4 separate regions of the Sus scrofa genome follow, and regions 2, 3 and 4 are each linked to region 1. Evidence: chromatin contacts called from public Hi-C, HiChIP or PLAC-seq and promoter capture Hi-C data. All regions are on one chromosome and are shown on one strand. Each heading gives the region's core, a stretch centred on a gene start, on an enhancer-like site or on the middle of the called end of the contact. The rest is flanking DNA. Distances are from core to core; before and after follow the strand shown.

What was found. Promoter capture Hi-C pulls out the DNA fragments that hold promoters and counts their contacts. A called contact is a pair of places that touch in the nucleus more often than the background predicts. HiChIP or PLAC-seq counts read pairs in DNA pulled down with a chosen protein or histone mark.
Region 2: a Hi-C map of skeletal muscle shows a contact between it and region 1, with 5 times the contacts expected there. The contact joins the promoter of SRSF4 here to the promoter of EPB41 in region 1. A contact is called at or near these places in 3 of 5 promoter capture datasets (fetal liver, liver and skeletal muscle), 29 of 47 Hi-C or Micro-C datasets (adipose tissue, alveolar macrophages, blood and 16 more) and 2 of 2 datasets of contacts at active chromatin or transcription factors (alveolar macrophages and skeletal muscle).
Region 3: a contact with region 1 is called in an H3K27ac HiChIP or PLAC-seq map of alveolar macrophages. The contact joins the promoter of TAF12 here to the promoter of EPB41 in region 1. A contact is called at or near these places in 17 of 47 Hi-C or Micro-C datasets (alveolar macrophages, embryonic fibroblasts, epiblast stem cells and 8 more) and 1 of 2 datasets of contacts at active chromatin or transcription factors (alveolar macrophages).
Region 4: a contact with region 1 is called in a promoter capture Hi-C map of fetal liver, with 6 times the contacts expected there. The contact joins the promoter of TMEM200B here to the promoter of EPB41 in region 1. A contact is called at or near these places in 3 of 5 promoter capture datasets (fetal liver and liver), 21 of 47 Hi-C or Micro-C datasets (alveolar macrophages, blood, embryonic fibroblasts and 13 more) and 2 of 2 datasets of contacts at active chromatin or transcription factors (alveolar macrophages and skeletal muscle).

Annotation. Positions count from the first base shown.
Region 1 is chr6:85,840,602-85,844,144 of Sscrofa11.1, reverse strand. It overlaps EPB41 (protein 4.1), which reads right to left and starts at 1,607. Exons shown (of 17, transcript XM_021095721.1): 1 at 1,443-1,607. It overlaps LOC106510640 (a long non-coding RNA gene), which reads left to right and starts at 2,290. Exons shown (of 3, transcript XR_001309282.2): 1 at 2,290-3,543.
Region 2 is chr6:86,090,598-86,093,910 of Sscrofa11.1, reverse strand. It overlaps SRSF4 (serine and arginine rich splicing factor 4), which reads left to right and starts at 1,308. Exons shown (of 6, transcript NM_001077216.1): 1 at 1,308-1,414. The coding sequence starts at 1,308.
Region 3 is chr6:85,641,754-85,645,338 of Sscrofa11.1, reverse strand. It overlaps TAF12 (transcription initiation factor TFIID subunit 12), which reads left to right and starts at 2,252. Exons shown (of 6, transcript XM_021095678.1): 1 at 2,252-2,381. LOC110261125 (a long non-coding RNA gene) reads right to left here and starts at 2,207. Exons shown (of 2, transcript XR_002344955.1): 1 at 1,953-2,207.
Region 4 is chr6:86,031,744-86,035,301 of Sscrofa11.1, reverse strand. It overlaps TMEM200B (transmembrane protein 200B), which reads left to right and starts at 1,947. Exons shown (of 2, transcript XM_005653387.3): 1 at 1,947-2,042.

The sequences.
Region 1 (3,543 bases), core at 358-2,857:
TTTTGTTTACATGCACCTGACAGCAGAAGGGTACAGGAGTTATTTCAGGGGTGTCTGTCTCTCTGACACTCCGAAGGGCCCGAAAGGCAGGAAGTGACTCCAGTATGTGCTCCTTAGACCTGAGAGTCTATCTCCAGCCTCCCCCTCCCCCCATGCAAAAGTCCTCTGGTCTCCTCCTGTTGATACCCTCCCCATCTCCAGCCTCCAGTCAAGACTGGTCCCCAGGCCTGTAACTGGGATGAAGGTTGGGGACATGCCACAACTTCAGGGACTCTGCGCCAGAGCTATGGCCTCTCTCCTGGCCCCCCTCTCTTCCCTTCAGTATCTGAGCCGCTGCCCTGCCCCTGACACCAGACAGGGACTCCCAAGTCCCAGCCTAGGTAAGGCTCTCCCCAAGCCTCCTCCTGGAGAAAAGGGCTCCAGAAGCAGAGAAGGGGCTGCCTTCCTCCCTAATCCGGGAACTTGAGGGGTCACATTCAACCAGGAGAAGCTGCGCACTGGGAGTAACCTCCTCCAACCCTTCGTGATAGTCCCCCCCACCCCCAGTCCTTCCGGGGCTGGGCTGAGGTCGGTCTGGACAAATTCCCGCCTCCAGTTTGCTGGAGAAGTCCTATGCTACCCCAGAGAGGTGGGGTGTGCTGGAAAGTGTAGGTGAGGGCAGAAAACTCTTCGAGAAAGCCAGAGGACAGGGGCAGGGAAAGACTGGGTCATGCAGAGAGGAGATGAGTCACAAGGACCCGGGGGATGAGAATCAGAAGCCGGAACCAGAGCCCGACAGAGTCCGGCAGATCAGAGACGCAGAGAGAGAAGTCCCCTAGACCACGCCTGGAAGAGAGCATGTGCGGCCGGGGCGGCGACCGGAGAGCCACCCTGGCGGGCAGAGCCGGCGCCCCAGCTCTCGGGTCCCTGAGTCCGGAAACTCAAAGTCAGTTACGTAAGAGCCAGAGCAATCCAGGGGCCCCGGAGCCGGGTGCCCCTTCCCGCTGTGCGCCGCCAGCCCGCCCGCCTGCTCCGCGGGCGCTGCAGCCTGCCCGGCAGGAGCACGCGGGGCCTGACAGGGCGGGGTTGTGGGGGGAGCGCTTGTGCTGCAGCACTCCGCAGAGACCCGCCGGCTGGCACCCAACCCAGGACCCCCGCCGCAGACAGACCCGGGACCCGCTGGGACCGCCAACGCCAAGCGTCCAGCTTCGGACGCGAGCTCTAGGACCCCCTTCCTGTCGCCCCTGCCCTCCCTGCACCCTGAACTTCGAGACGCCCAGGCCCCTATGGACCTCCAGTTCGGAACTTGGAACTCGGGACTCCTAGAGCCCCCGACCCCGACCCTTAGAACCAGATATGTCCCCTCCCGTGGGACGGCCTGGGCCCTTGGGCACAGGTCCATCTGTTTGTCACCCCGTCCCTCCCGGGGGCCCGGGGTCGCCCCCCAGGCGGTCCAGGCTCACCTGGGCCGGACCGGGCGGAGACCTGGCCGGGCCGGGCCGGACCGCGTTCTCGCCCTCCGCCGCTCTCGCCCTTTAAGAGGTTCCTGCCACTTTGCCCCGCCGGGGGCCTCCACCTGCACTGACAGGGCAACTCTGGCTTGAAGCCCCGCCCCCGACCCGGGGCGCCTTCTGATAGGCGCAGACAACTGCCATTCGGTGGGGCGGCGGGGCGAACGGGGCAGGACAGAGTGAATGTCGCAACCGGGAAGGGGCGGGGCCTGCAGGTGCGGCCTGATGGTACGGCCAGCTGTGGGCGGTCGAGGGCTCACCCGTTGGGTCTGGGGAGGGTTGGGGAGGGAGTTCCTAGATTGGCTGGTGTGGATTCTGACGTCATACGCCTAAAGTATGATGCAATTTTCCACGTGGTGCTACCCCTAAGGGCTGGAAGGGAGACAGGGATTTGGTCATAGGGGACCTAGGGAAGCAACCCTGGCGAGGACACCTGGATGACCTGTCCCACCTGTGTGACCTTGAGTGAGTCACGTCTCTGAATCTTTCCTCAACTATGAATCTTAGAATGTCTTCCTGAGAATTAGCAGTATATGTTAAATGCCAAACACAGGTCTGGCACACAGTGGGTGGCATTCAGTAAATGTGGGCTTTCATTCCCCTTATTCCCATCTTGCCACTCTTTTTTTTTTTTTTTTTTTTTTTTTCAGGGCCTCACACGCAGCGTATGGAGGTTCCCAGCTAGGGGTCCAGTCGGAGCTGTAGCTCCTGGCCTACCAACAGCAATGCCAGATCTCAGCTGCGTCTGGGACCTATGCTACAGCTCAGCTCAGTGGATCTTTAACCCACTGAAGGAGTTCAGGGACAGAACCTGCATCCTCATGGTTACTAGGCAGATTCTTTACCCCTGAGCCATGAGGGCAACTCCTTGCCACTCTTCTCAAAGATTTTCCCCCTCCTGATCCCATCTGATCAGTGCTAAAAGGGGCTTGTGTGGTTACTGGTCCATGTCCCCTCCCCTCTCTACCTTATTCCAGACCTGTGCTCACATACCTCCAATGACAGGAAGCTCACCATCTTCCAGGCAGGCCTCCTTCATTTTAAAAACGTCCTGAAACTTCAAAAGCTCATTCAAAGTTTATGGCCAAATCTGCCCTTTAAGAGTTCTACCCACAGAGAACATACCTAATCCCCTTTCCACTTTGAGGAATCACAGAATCATAGAATCATAGAATTTTTCAGGTTGGAGAGCCATGGAGAGCTAATCCCTTTGGGGACAGATGGGGCAAACTGAAGCCTACTAAGGACAAATGACTTCCTATGACTTCAGTGGTCTTCCAATTAGATGGGCTCTGAAATCAGACTGCCTGGGTCTCAGTCCCCAGCATTGGCACTTACAAGCTGCCTGTCATTAAATGAAATAATCCAGGTAAAATACTAAGAACAGTGCCAGTCTCAGGGTGAGCATCCAAAAAGTGTTAGCATTTATTATGATTATTGATGTTAATGTTATATCAAGGTCATAAATTCATGTTTTGCCCCCCAAATTCACTGAAGCCTCCTCTGAGTCTTGTTGACAGTTTCAGGGCCCTGATCTCTGCCTTCAAGAGGCTCACAATCTAGCAGAGGAGGAGCTGACTCGGTCCCTAGATCTGGGGGTGGCATTCCAACAAAGATGGGCAGACTCTAATGCCCCAGAGAAACTTTAATTCCTTTGATGGAAATCTAAACACTCGAGACCCTTTCAATCCCTAGCCCAGTGGAATCCATAGGGAAAAATGTCACACCCAGGTTCCCAAAGACTATTAGCACACCTTTCACTTGTCCACACGCTCACCTGCCCACCAGATGGTATTGCCCAGTGGTTAGCGTTTGGGATTTGGAGGCAACTGAGTCCAAGCTCTTCATCTTATCAGCTTTGTACCTCTGGGCAAATCACTTTCCCTCTGAATTAATCATAGCCCTAACTTCATGTGGAGCTGTTTCGAAAATTAAATGAGTATGTGAAAATACATATGCAAATACCCAGTAATGGAGCGAGCATTATTTTTTAATTGCTCCCACATGTATTCGTGCACCCAAGAGAGAGCTGGCTGTGAATGCCTTAATTTAG
Region 2 (3,313 bases), core at 59-2,558, 250 kb before region 1:
CCTACATATATATATGTATACAAAACTACTCACTGAAGCAGTTATAACCAAAGGTTTGAATCTATTTCAATGTCCTTTCCTAGGCACTGATTACACAAATCAGTGTATAAAATGGCATATTATAAACCATAAAAATAATCCTGAGGAAGCTCCTTTTGTACTCTTACAGAATGAGTTTCAAATTATATTAAATGCAGAACCATACGTGTGGTACACCACAAGTTGCTTTACATGTGTAAAATACCTCAAAGAACATTTACGAAATTGATTATATTGTGTGGGCCTCTCAGGGAGTGGAGGGTGGGGAACTAGGCTGCCAGAGGACAGAGATGGGAAGACTTTTCACTGTATATCATTTGAACCAGTTAATGAATTACCTTTCAAAATATAATTTCTGAAGTAAATAAAAACAGCAAAGAAACAAAACTCCTTTGTGATTCTAGATAAACTGGGTAGGAGAGAAGGGAACCAATATTTACTGAGCTCCTACCACGTCCCAGATACTGAAGCCCTTCCACATACTCTCTTAGTTACCCTGGTAGTCCACTGAGATGGGATAAATTATTCTAATTTTACAAGTCAGAAAATAGATTAAATTGGTAATTTAATAATTTAGCCAGTGACAAGCCTAATCTAGCTCCAAAGTTCTAGTCTCTACTTTGCACACTGCTTCCACTGAAGCAAACTGTCCTATTTTTAAAATAATATTGCTATTATTTATTGGGCACTTACGAGGTGCTAGGAACAACTCTGGAAGGCTGGAATTACTAATCCCCCTTTTACAGAGAAGACGAAGCCGAAAGGCGCGTAATGAGCTCAAGGTCACAGACAATTAGAAGCCAGGTTTAATTCCAAATCTGCTCTAGAGTCGATACAGCTCCGGGTTCAAGGGACAAAAGCAGCAATGCTCTCAGGGCTGGAAGGAGGGGGACGTGGACACTTCCGGGGGAGGGGCGAAGCCCGCGGGCTGCGCCAAGCGGCGCAGGCCCCTCGCGCCAAGCTCGCGAGAGGATGTACCCCCGCGCCGCCTGTCGATCACCTGGTCCCGCCCTGCGCCGGCGCGCCTCCGGACAGGCCCCGCCTCCACCTCCGGCAGGGCGGGAAGAAGGCGCGTTCCCCCCCCCGTTACTCTCCGCGGGCGGGCGGGGGAGGCGCGTGCTCGCGAGCTGCGTGCTCGCGTACGTCGCCGGGTTCGGCTGCGTCCGTCCCGCCGCCCGCCCGTTGCCGCCGCCGTCGCCGCGCTCTCGCTTCGCCGGCCGCCGCCTAAGGGGCTGGGGCCGGGCCAAGCCGCCGCCGCAGTTGCCGGGATGCCGCGGGTGTACATCGGCCGCCTGAGCTATCAGGCCCGGGAGCGCGATGTGGAGCGCTTCTTTAAGGGCTACGGGAAGATCCTAGAGGTGGATCTGAAGAACGGGTGAGGAGGGCGGAGGAGGGGCTGGCTGGGTGGGGATGGGACCCTGGCGGTGGCGGGGAGGCCTCGGTGACGGGAGAGGGACGCCTACCCCGCGCAGAGCGCCTACCGGCCTGCTCCCGCTCCGCCATAGTCGCGGCGCCTCGGGGGCGCGGGTAGGCCCCGGTTCCCACTGCGCCTGCGCGGGTGGGGGTGGTGGAGGGATAATGGGAGCGATGGTGAGGCTCTGAGTGGGACGGGGAAAAGGAAAACCCGAGTGGGATTGGGACTCCGGGCGGGAGGGCACAGCTCCAGGACAGCTGGGGAGGCCTGGCTTTTTCCTTCCCAGGGCCTGGTCGATCTCCGGTAGAGACAGACCTTTCCCGCTCTAAGGGCTGCTGGAAATAAACAGATTTCCTGCTCCCTTTTCATTTCTTACCCAGTTTAATGGATCAGATGATCACAGCGCATTTCTCCCAGGGACGGGAGCTCTGAAGGGACACCCTTTTTAGACTTGCCCTGTGCTACACTTTTTTGAGCGGGAGACTCTGGTTTGAGTAGTCTAGTGACAGTTTCGAAAGTATCGGCGTGTGTGGTGCCGAAAGCCTTCACCGTTCCCTCTACAAGGATAAATTAGAGTCTTAGCATGCTATCTTTAAGACTGCGTACGAAGTTTCCATGCTGTGGTTTCCGTTCTCTAACTTGGCAAAAAAATTGCTTTGTCTTTGTAGAATTTGTTAGAGAATAATGGCCCCGGTAACTAGTTAACTAGTTGATGTAAACGGAGACTTACAGCTTGAAACTGCTAACTTGCTACCTATCCGGGTGTGTTCTGTTGCTTGTATTCCTAATTGACTTTGGTAGAGCAGGGCCCACAGGGGCTACAAGTTTCTGGGAAAACAGATTAGGAGTCAGGCCTGGAGAAGATAATCAACAAGGGGAAACTGTGAGAACCAGAAAATGTTAGCGGGTATACAAAGGCATGGATATACAAAAATAAAAGGAGTAAGGGGGACATTTTAGTGTACTAAACCTTGGGTGTTAAGAGGAACTCTGGCTTTTTTTTTTTTTTTTTTTTTAAGACCTGCTTTGCAACAAGTTTGTTATGGGTACAGTTTACTCCCAATGTAATGCTAGCAACTAACATTTGAGAAGTTAAGAAAAATACCTGAGTTGCACATTTGAAAAAAACTGGAAGCTACAGTATACTCAAACTGTTGCCTAGGTTTAAAAAGTTATTTCAAATTAATTGTTAGGCAGAATCACCTTCTTGCTAAGGAAAGTGTCATCAAGTGTTTATTATGAATACTGATTTCTTTTAGAGTAGAAGTCTTCGGAAATTACTTGTTTTGTACGGAAATTACTTGTTTCAGTTCTTATACTAGATAAAGTGGGCCGGAGGTTGTTATTGTGATATGTATCATATATCTGAATGATCGAGAATGGAGTTTAAACTTACAGATTTTCTTTAGAGCCCAATTAAGTTGTCGGGATAATTAAATTTGGTAAGGAAAGCTTAGGTTTTGAAATCAGGCAGGCCTGGGTCAAATCTTAGCTTCACCACTTACTATCTGTGGGCCAGTTATTTCTCTGATTCTGAGTTTCCTCATCCACAAGGAAAAGGAAGATTAGAGGTAATAATTGTAAAGCATTTGGCTCATTGCTGTAAATGGTAGCTATAATCAAAGGGATTTGACCATGATCATAAGGAGACACATCTTAGCTTGTTGAGTGTTTAATAGTGTGAAGCATATTTGGTGAAGTCTGTTTTCTAAGGTTCCTCAGGTAATGATTGAAGTCTGTTTTCTAAGGTTACTTAGGAAATGATTGTTGATGTTAATGGGAAAAGTAATTAATGGATCATCTGTGTTGCTAACGAATGTGCCTGCTATTGTGCTAAATGAATTGGGGAGGAGGCAGAAA
Region 3 (3,585 bases), core at 1,003-3,502, 200 kb after region 1:
CTCAGTGGGTTAAGAACCTGGCATAATGCCCATGAAGAGTTCAATCCCTGGCCTTGTTCAGTGGGTTAAGGATCTGGTGTTGGTCGAGGATTTGGCTTGAATCCAGGATTGCTGTGGTGTAGGCTGCTAGCTACAGCTCAGATTCGACCCCTAGGCCGGGAACTTCTATATATCACAGGTCTAGCCCTAAAAAGGGGGGTGAAATTTGGAGTTTCCTGGTGGCCCAGGGGGTTAAGGATCCAGACTTGTCACTGCTTCAGCTTGGGAGAAGCTGTGGTACAGGTTCTATCCCTGTCTCCAAACTTCCACATGCAGCCATGAGGCCAAATCCAACCCCCGAAACCCGTATTAGCATTTCATGTCTCTGCTCAGCCCTCCAATACCTTCCCATTGCATCATAAAATCCCATGTACCCACCATAGTCTATGATGTCCTGCCTGAACTGATCTTGCTTGGCCTTTCCAACCTCATTGCCTGCCATTCTCCCCATCACCAGTAAGCTCCAGTCATCTTCTCCTGGTCCTTGAATAAGTTCTTTGCTAGCACATTACTCAGCTAGGTACGTCTGGTTTATTCTGATATTTTTTTCCTCATTTGTGTCTTTGCTAGTGGTTCGTTTCCCCACTCCAGATTGTAAACTCTTTAATGACAAGGATGTCTGTTTTATCTACTAGTATATGTGCAGCAAAAGCCTTGGCATAAAATGAGCATTCATTTTTTGAATGCATGAATGTATATTTAAACTGAAGAGCAGTGCAAAAACAAAAATGGTATGCCAGACTCCTTAGAAGAATGAAGGGATCAGAGTTCCCATAGTGGCTCAGTGGTTGGAGAATCCGACTAGGAGCCATGACGTTGAGGGTTAGATCCCTGGCCTTGCTCAGTGGGTTGGGGATCCGGTGTTGCCGTGAGTTGCGGTGTAGGTGGCAGACACGACTCAGATCCCATGTTGCTGTGGCTGTGGTGTAGGCCAGCAGCTACAGCTCCAATTGGACCCCTAGCCTGGGAACCTCCATATGCCGCAGGAGTGGCCCTGGAAAAGGCAAAAAGTCAAAAAGTCAAAAAGTCAAAAAAAAAAAAAGAATGAAGGGATCAGTGGCAGAGAAATAAGACTAGGACGATAACTCGAAGCCTAATGGTGAAAGGGCCTGGAATCTGTGAACATGGATCTGTGACAGTGTAAGGGAGGATTGTGAATTTGGTGGGATGAAGATGGCAAGATATAAAGACAGGAAGGGGAAGTTCCCTCATGGCTCAGGGGATTAAAGATCTGGTGCTGTCACTGCTGTAGCTATGGTCAGAGCTGGGGCATGGGTCCCACCTCTGGCCTAGGGAACTTCTTCAAGCCACAGGAATGGCCAAAAAAAAAAAAAAAAAAAGAAAGAAAAAGAAAAAGAAGACAAGGGAGAGCAAATTGCTGCATCAGTTCAGGTAGGAGACAGCTTTTCCTTGTGACAGTTACTGCTGTTCACTCTGGGCTGTCACAGCACTTTGTACTCTCCTTTATGTTTGCAGGTTCTCCATCTTAGTGTGTGGACCTGGGCTCCAAAGGGACTGAGGCTGGAATTGTGTTTTGTTTATATGCCTAGCATCTAGCATAGCATAAATAAAGCAACTGTCACCATGCATTTGATGGAAGAGATAACCAAAGGCATCAGTTTAATGGTTGAAGTACAGTTCAGGCTTTGGAGTGAGAATTTGTGAGTTCAATTTGAGACTCTGCTTTTATTAGCTACTTAACTTGCTTAATCTCACAGATTTCCTTTAAATCGTTAAAATGATTTACCGTAGGTTTAGAAAAATTTCTGGCAGATAGTAAGGGCTCAATTATTACTATTATTATTAACTGCCTATTCACAGTCATAACCCAATCGGTCTCCCTTGTCCTCAGATTTTTCCTGCTGGGGTCCAACGGGATATCTATGGAGTGTTGCTGTCCCACGAGTTATTACCTTCCTGATAGCACGACAAAGACACCAACCAAAAATGGCGACCTCTAAGCCATCCGAGGACGTCAATGCTGGTCATGATAGCGATATACACAGCAGGCAGAGTCGGAAAGAAATAGCTAGGGCAGGGTTCGTACCGCCAGAATACAAAGCGCATAGTTTGCTTACACTGCCCATTAACCACAAGCCGAAAAAACCTAACCACCAGAACTGAGCTACAGCGCAGAACGGCGACCACGTGTCGGAGAGCAGTCTGCGCCTGCGCAAAGCAGGCGCGCGCCCGCCAGCCGGAAGAGCCGCGCGTTTCCGGGTTGGAGGCGGGGAGCGGTGCCGGAAGTACTCGGGGAGGGCCGAGCAGTCGGACCGGCTGCTGAGACGAACGCTTCACTGGGGCAGTCTCCGCATATCATGGGGAGATAGACGCTGCTGCCTGTGAGTCTTGGGCCCTGGCAGTTGAGGAATAAGAGCGGGAGGAGGGAGTCAGGACCCAGACCACAGTGGTCAGTGTTCGAAGAGCCAAATTGTGAAGGAGACTGGGCTGTGTGAGGAATCAGGCTCGTGGGACGGGACTGAGGGGCTCGGGGATCGGAGAAGACGCGGCTGTGGGGACCTGGGCTCCAGACGGGACTTAGGGAACCGGGATGGATGTGAGTTCTCCCGCACGCAAGGGAAAGCGAGTTGAGAGAGATAGGATTATGAGGATCCGTGCTTCTAAGAGGAGAGGGTCGGAACTGAACGGGGTGTGAAGACACGGACTCCTGAGAGGTAAAAGCGAAGCTGTTAGGACTTGGGCTCTTAAGCGGCAGAAGCGGAACAGTGAAGACCCAGGCTTCTAACGATTCAGAAACAGGGCAGCGAAGACAGGTTCCTGAGAGGCAGGAGCGGTAAGAGAACATTTGGGTTTGGGAAGAACAGGAGCGGGCAGTGAAGACGCGCTTCTTTGGGGACCGGATCGGGGCTTGCAGACTCCGAAGTACCTGAGGGAACAGGACTATGAGGACCTGAGATCCTAAAAGCGGAGAGTGTAAGGGGCTGTGTCTGTAAGTAGATCAGCCTCCAAGGGAAGGGGAGAGAGTTTGAAAAAGACATAGTGATCCTTCCCCCATCCCCTCATATTCTCTGAACCGGGAATGGTAAAGGATGTATTCAGGGGAAGACGACTCCTTCACGCTGCCTATTTGGCTTTTGGCAGGCTTATCGTGTCAGAACGATCTAGGAAGCCAAGCATCTTCGTTTTCTGCTCCTTCAGGAGTAGCACTGGTGTGAAGTTAAAGCAGTTTGAACTCAGTTGTGTACTTTATAAGTGCTTTAAATCCCATTCCACTCAACTCCGATATTTAGCATAGATCTCTGCATTTCAAAGAAGAGAATGACAGAGATGGAGAGACCCCGGAAATATCAGGCGTCCCCCCACACCCCCGGGCTTGCAGCGGCTTTATGTAGGAGGATATCTGTTTCTCTGTTCCCAGACCAGGGTTTGGAACAGCAGCGGTGAAAGCACCAAGTACTAACCACTAGACCACCAGGGAACTCCCAAGATCATCTTTTATAAACTCATATTTTACCTCTAAGGAGGCTAAAGTCCAAACAGGGCTTAGGGTTACACTGAGTCAATGATTGATTAGATGGAAATTTT
Region 4 (3,558 bases), core at 698-3,197, 190 kb before region 1:
GCCCTCAAACACTGCCCTATGGGCTTGATACCCATGGTCAGAGGAGGGGGTGGCTGTTTGGGACAGCGGCCCTGGGGCCTTTCACAAAAGTAGGGGGAACGGAAGGAGCAGGAACAGGGCTGATCACCAGGCCTAGAGAGATGGCTGGCTGCTGGAAGCCTGGTTGGTCCTGTGCGCCCAGGCCTCAGGAGCCCCCCAGTGAGGGCGAAGGGCAGAGGAGGGGAAAAGCTGGGAGGGGAGGGAGGAGGAGCAAGTGATAAACGCCAGGGCAGGTGGAGTAGGGGGACAAGGACGGGGAGGCTACCTGGGATTTGGCCTCTAGAGGTGGTGTCCCCAGGAAGAGCAGGGAGCAGGAGCGTCGGTGTTAGGTGGGGTCCGCGCGTGGGGAGGGGGACGAAGTGCGCGGCGAAGAGGGGGTCTCCAGCAAAGGGAATGGCGGAGGCAAGAAGTGGGAGGAGACAGGGAGGTCACTGCCTCAGTGGAGCACGGGCAACAGCCTAGACGCGAACTCAGGCCGAGGGAGCCTTGCGTCCCACACTGGGCGGCAGGAAGGCGACCATGGCCTCGCTCTCGGACATCCGCAGGGGTGAGGCCCCACCCGCCGTGACCTCCTGGAGACACGCGTATCCTCGCAGTCGCCCCACTGGAGGAGGCCCCGCCACCAGGGGGTGGCCTCGGGGCTCCTCGGCTGAGCCGGAGGGCCAGAGCCAGGGTTCGAGGCCCAGCTGTGCTGTGTGGCTAAGCGTTGGAGAGTAGGGTGGCCCAGGCCGGCGACTTCCTCGAGTTTCCTCCACCCCGCCCCGCCCCCCGGGCGCACAGCCGGGTCTCATTACCGTCGGTCGCCCTCCCCTCTGGTCCCGCTTGCCGGGGGGTCCCCGCGGCTGGGGGGAGGGGCGGGTTATAATCAATCCCAGGCCGGAAATTCCTCCCGAGGGGCCCGGCTGGGCTGCGGGAGTGAGGGGGGCCGCGCGGAGGCTGGCAATCCGCCCGCACCACTCCTCCTCCTCCGAGCCCGCCCCCAGCATCATGGAAACTGGGCCGCCGGCCGAACCCCCTGGCTCCAATCCACATTCTTGCCTCTGGGGGCGGGAGGGGCACTAAAGCTCCGCCGCCCCCCTCGAGCCCGTCGGCTGGGGGCGCCGCAGCCCTCTGAAACCTTCTCCTGATTTGGGACGAGCACCGCCTCCCCACTGCAGCTTGAGCGCATCTTCTTCGGGTAGGTTAGGGAGGCCAGCAGGACTCTCCAAGAGACTCACCCGGCTCTGAGAACCGGCTTCATCTCCATTTACCCCTCCCCCCACGTTATTACTGTTCATTGAGAGCTCGCAGGCTTCTGCCGGCTGTGCCCCCTAATCATGCAACCCCGCTCTCGAGGCCGGATTTTCACTTCTCATCATCTTGCGAGGCAGACAGCATTATGCCCATTTTACAGGTGAAGGCAGTGAGATTCAAATAGAGGAAGAGCTGTGGGGTCGGGCGGAGGCAGGAACTCGGGCCGCCTCCTCTGGGAAGCTCCTTGGACGACGCTGGGCATCTGTGGGCTCTCAGATGCCCCCCGAGAGTCCTCTACCGGGTGCCTGTAAGGAGGGACTCTGCGAGGCGGGGGAGGGCGTGAGGGCTTCAAATCTTATCTGCTCGCTCAGGCTGTGGGGCTGGATAGGTGACTCTCCAGATCGGGGTCTCAGTTTCCCCACGTGAGAAGAGGGCACCCTCCCAGGCCTTCTAAACGTCGTTAACCGGGACTCAGGCCCCCGGATCCTCTGAGACACCGGGCGCACACACAGCGCTTACCTGCGAGCCTGACTTGAGTAGCCTCCTCCTTCCTGTGGTGGGGCCAGGCGGGGCACTGGCCAGACAATCCCTGTGGCTCCCAGGGGGCGGGGCCAGGGCGGCGCTGGGCGGGGCTGGGGCCGGGGGCGGGGCCGGGGGCCAAGATTCCGCGGAGACCTTAGCAGTGCAGTGAGCCGCTGCGCGCGGACTCGGACTCGGACTCGGAGTCGTACTCGGACCCACCCCGGCACGGCGCGGCTTAGCGCCGCCAGGTGAGCAAAACTAGGGCCTGCGGTTCGCCCTCCACTCTCCCTAACTTTTCGTCTGGCCCCTCCCTCCGGAGAGGCCTTGGGGAGGGCAGGAGCCAGGTCCTCCCTTGCCCCAGGGCCGGACTGTGGACTCGTGCAGAGGCCGGACCCCGGATTGCCCCGGCCCCGGGCCTGAGCAATTTCCCGCGACCTGGGATCTTCGGACAGTGTCTCCAAGTTTCTGCCTCTCAGGGGCCCCCAGCGTCGACTCACACCCTCCTGAGTCTCGGGGTCTCTGAGCATGTTCGGCCCCATATATCTTTGCACGCCTCCGCTTCCTTCCCCGCCAGGGCCCGCGGGACTCAAGGGTGACCTTTCCGGAACTGGGGCCGGGGCGCCAGCCTGGCCTGGGATGGGGTGGTCGTATCTTCAGCATGGGGCTGGAGAAAGGGTAATGGGCCTCGCTTCCCCCCAGAACGCTCCCCGGGGCTGTGCGGAGAAGTGCCCAGCGTTGGGTCCAGGTGGATCCCCCGTCCTGTGTGGCTTGTGACCCCGACAGGCCCCCTCGCTTCTCTGGGCCACAGTTTCCCTCTGTGAACACCAGGCTTTGGACGCAGGAAACGCCGGGGCTCCTTGCTAGGCCCCGGGACTTCAGCGCTCCTGTCCAAGCCAGGGATGGAATGTCCTGCTTGGAGCTTCGGGGGTGCGGATGGGAGTGAGTAGGGCAACAAGGCCTCCTTCCTGGGGCCTCTGCTACGGGCTCCAGCGCTGCAGCTGTTGAGAAACCAGACTGGGGCCCTGAGGACGCACCACTAGACAGCGAGGTCTTAACCCTTCTCTCCTGCGGCCCAGAGCGCCTGGACCGAGGCCCCATTTCCTCCCACACCCTCCCTTCCGTAGGGGCCACATCACACGCAGCCTAGCTACTCCTGCCCGGCCCAGATCCAGGCCTCAGACCGGGCTGTATCAGCAGCCAGGAGGGGCTCATGCCGGGCGGCCTCGACCCTGGGGCAGTCTGAGGTGCAAGGGCGGTGCTGCTACGGCTGGGACGCGGGCCATTCGGTCGGAGGAGGCCAGGCGGCGGGTAAGGGGGATGATTCATCCCGAGGAGCCTGAATGGGAAACGCTGAAACCTACGAGAACAGCCTTGCCCGGGCCAACGGGAAAGCCAGGAGGGGAGCTCACCCGGCAAGGCGCCCGGGCCGCAGCCCCCTACCTCCTGCCCGGGCCGTAGCCCGGCCTCGAAGGAGGGGGAGGCCTCTTCTTCGCGGAGTTTAAAGAAATGCTGGGTAAAGTCTGCCACTGGTCTTGGTCAGAGTGGTCTTCTCGGAGTCTAGCTCGAGTCTCTCTTGCTGCAGCTTCAGTGCTGACTGAGGAGGTCTGGAAGGAGAGGGCGGGCAGGAAGAGGCTGGAGTCCGTGACACCCCCCCTTCCTCCGCTGCGGTATGTGAAGCGCAGTAGGGGAGGGGGAGGTGGGGCCAGCGAGCTACCCCAGCAGACCCGGGCGGCTAAGTGACCCCTCCCTCCTTTACTACGGTGC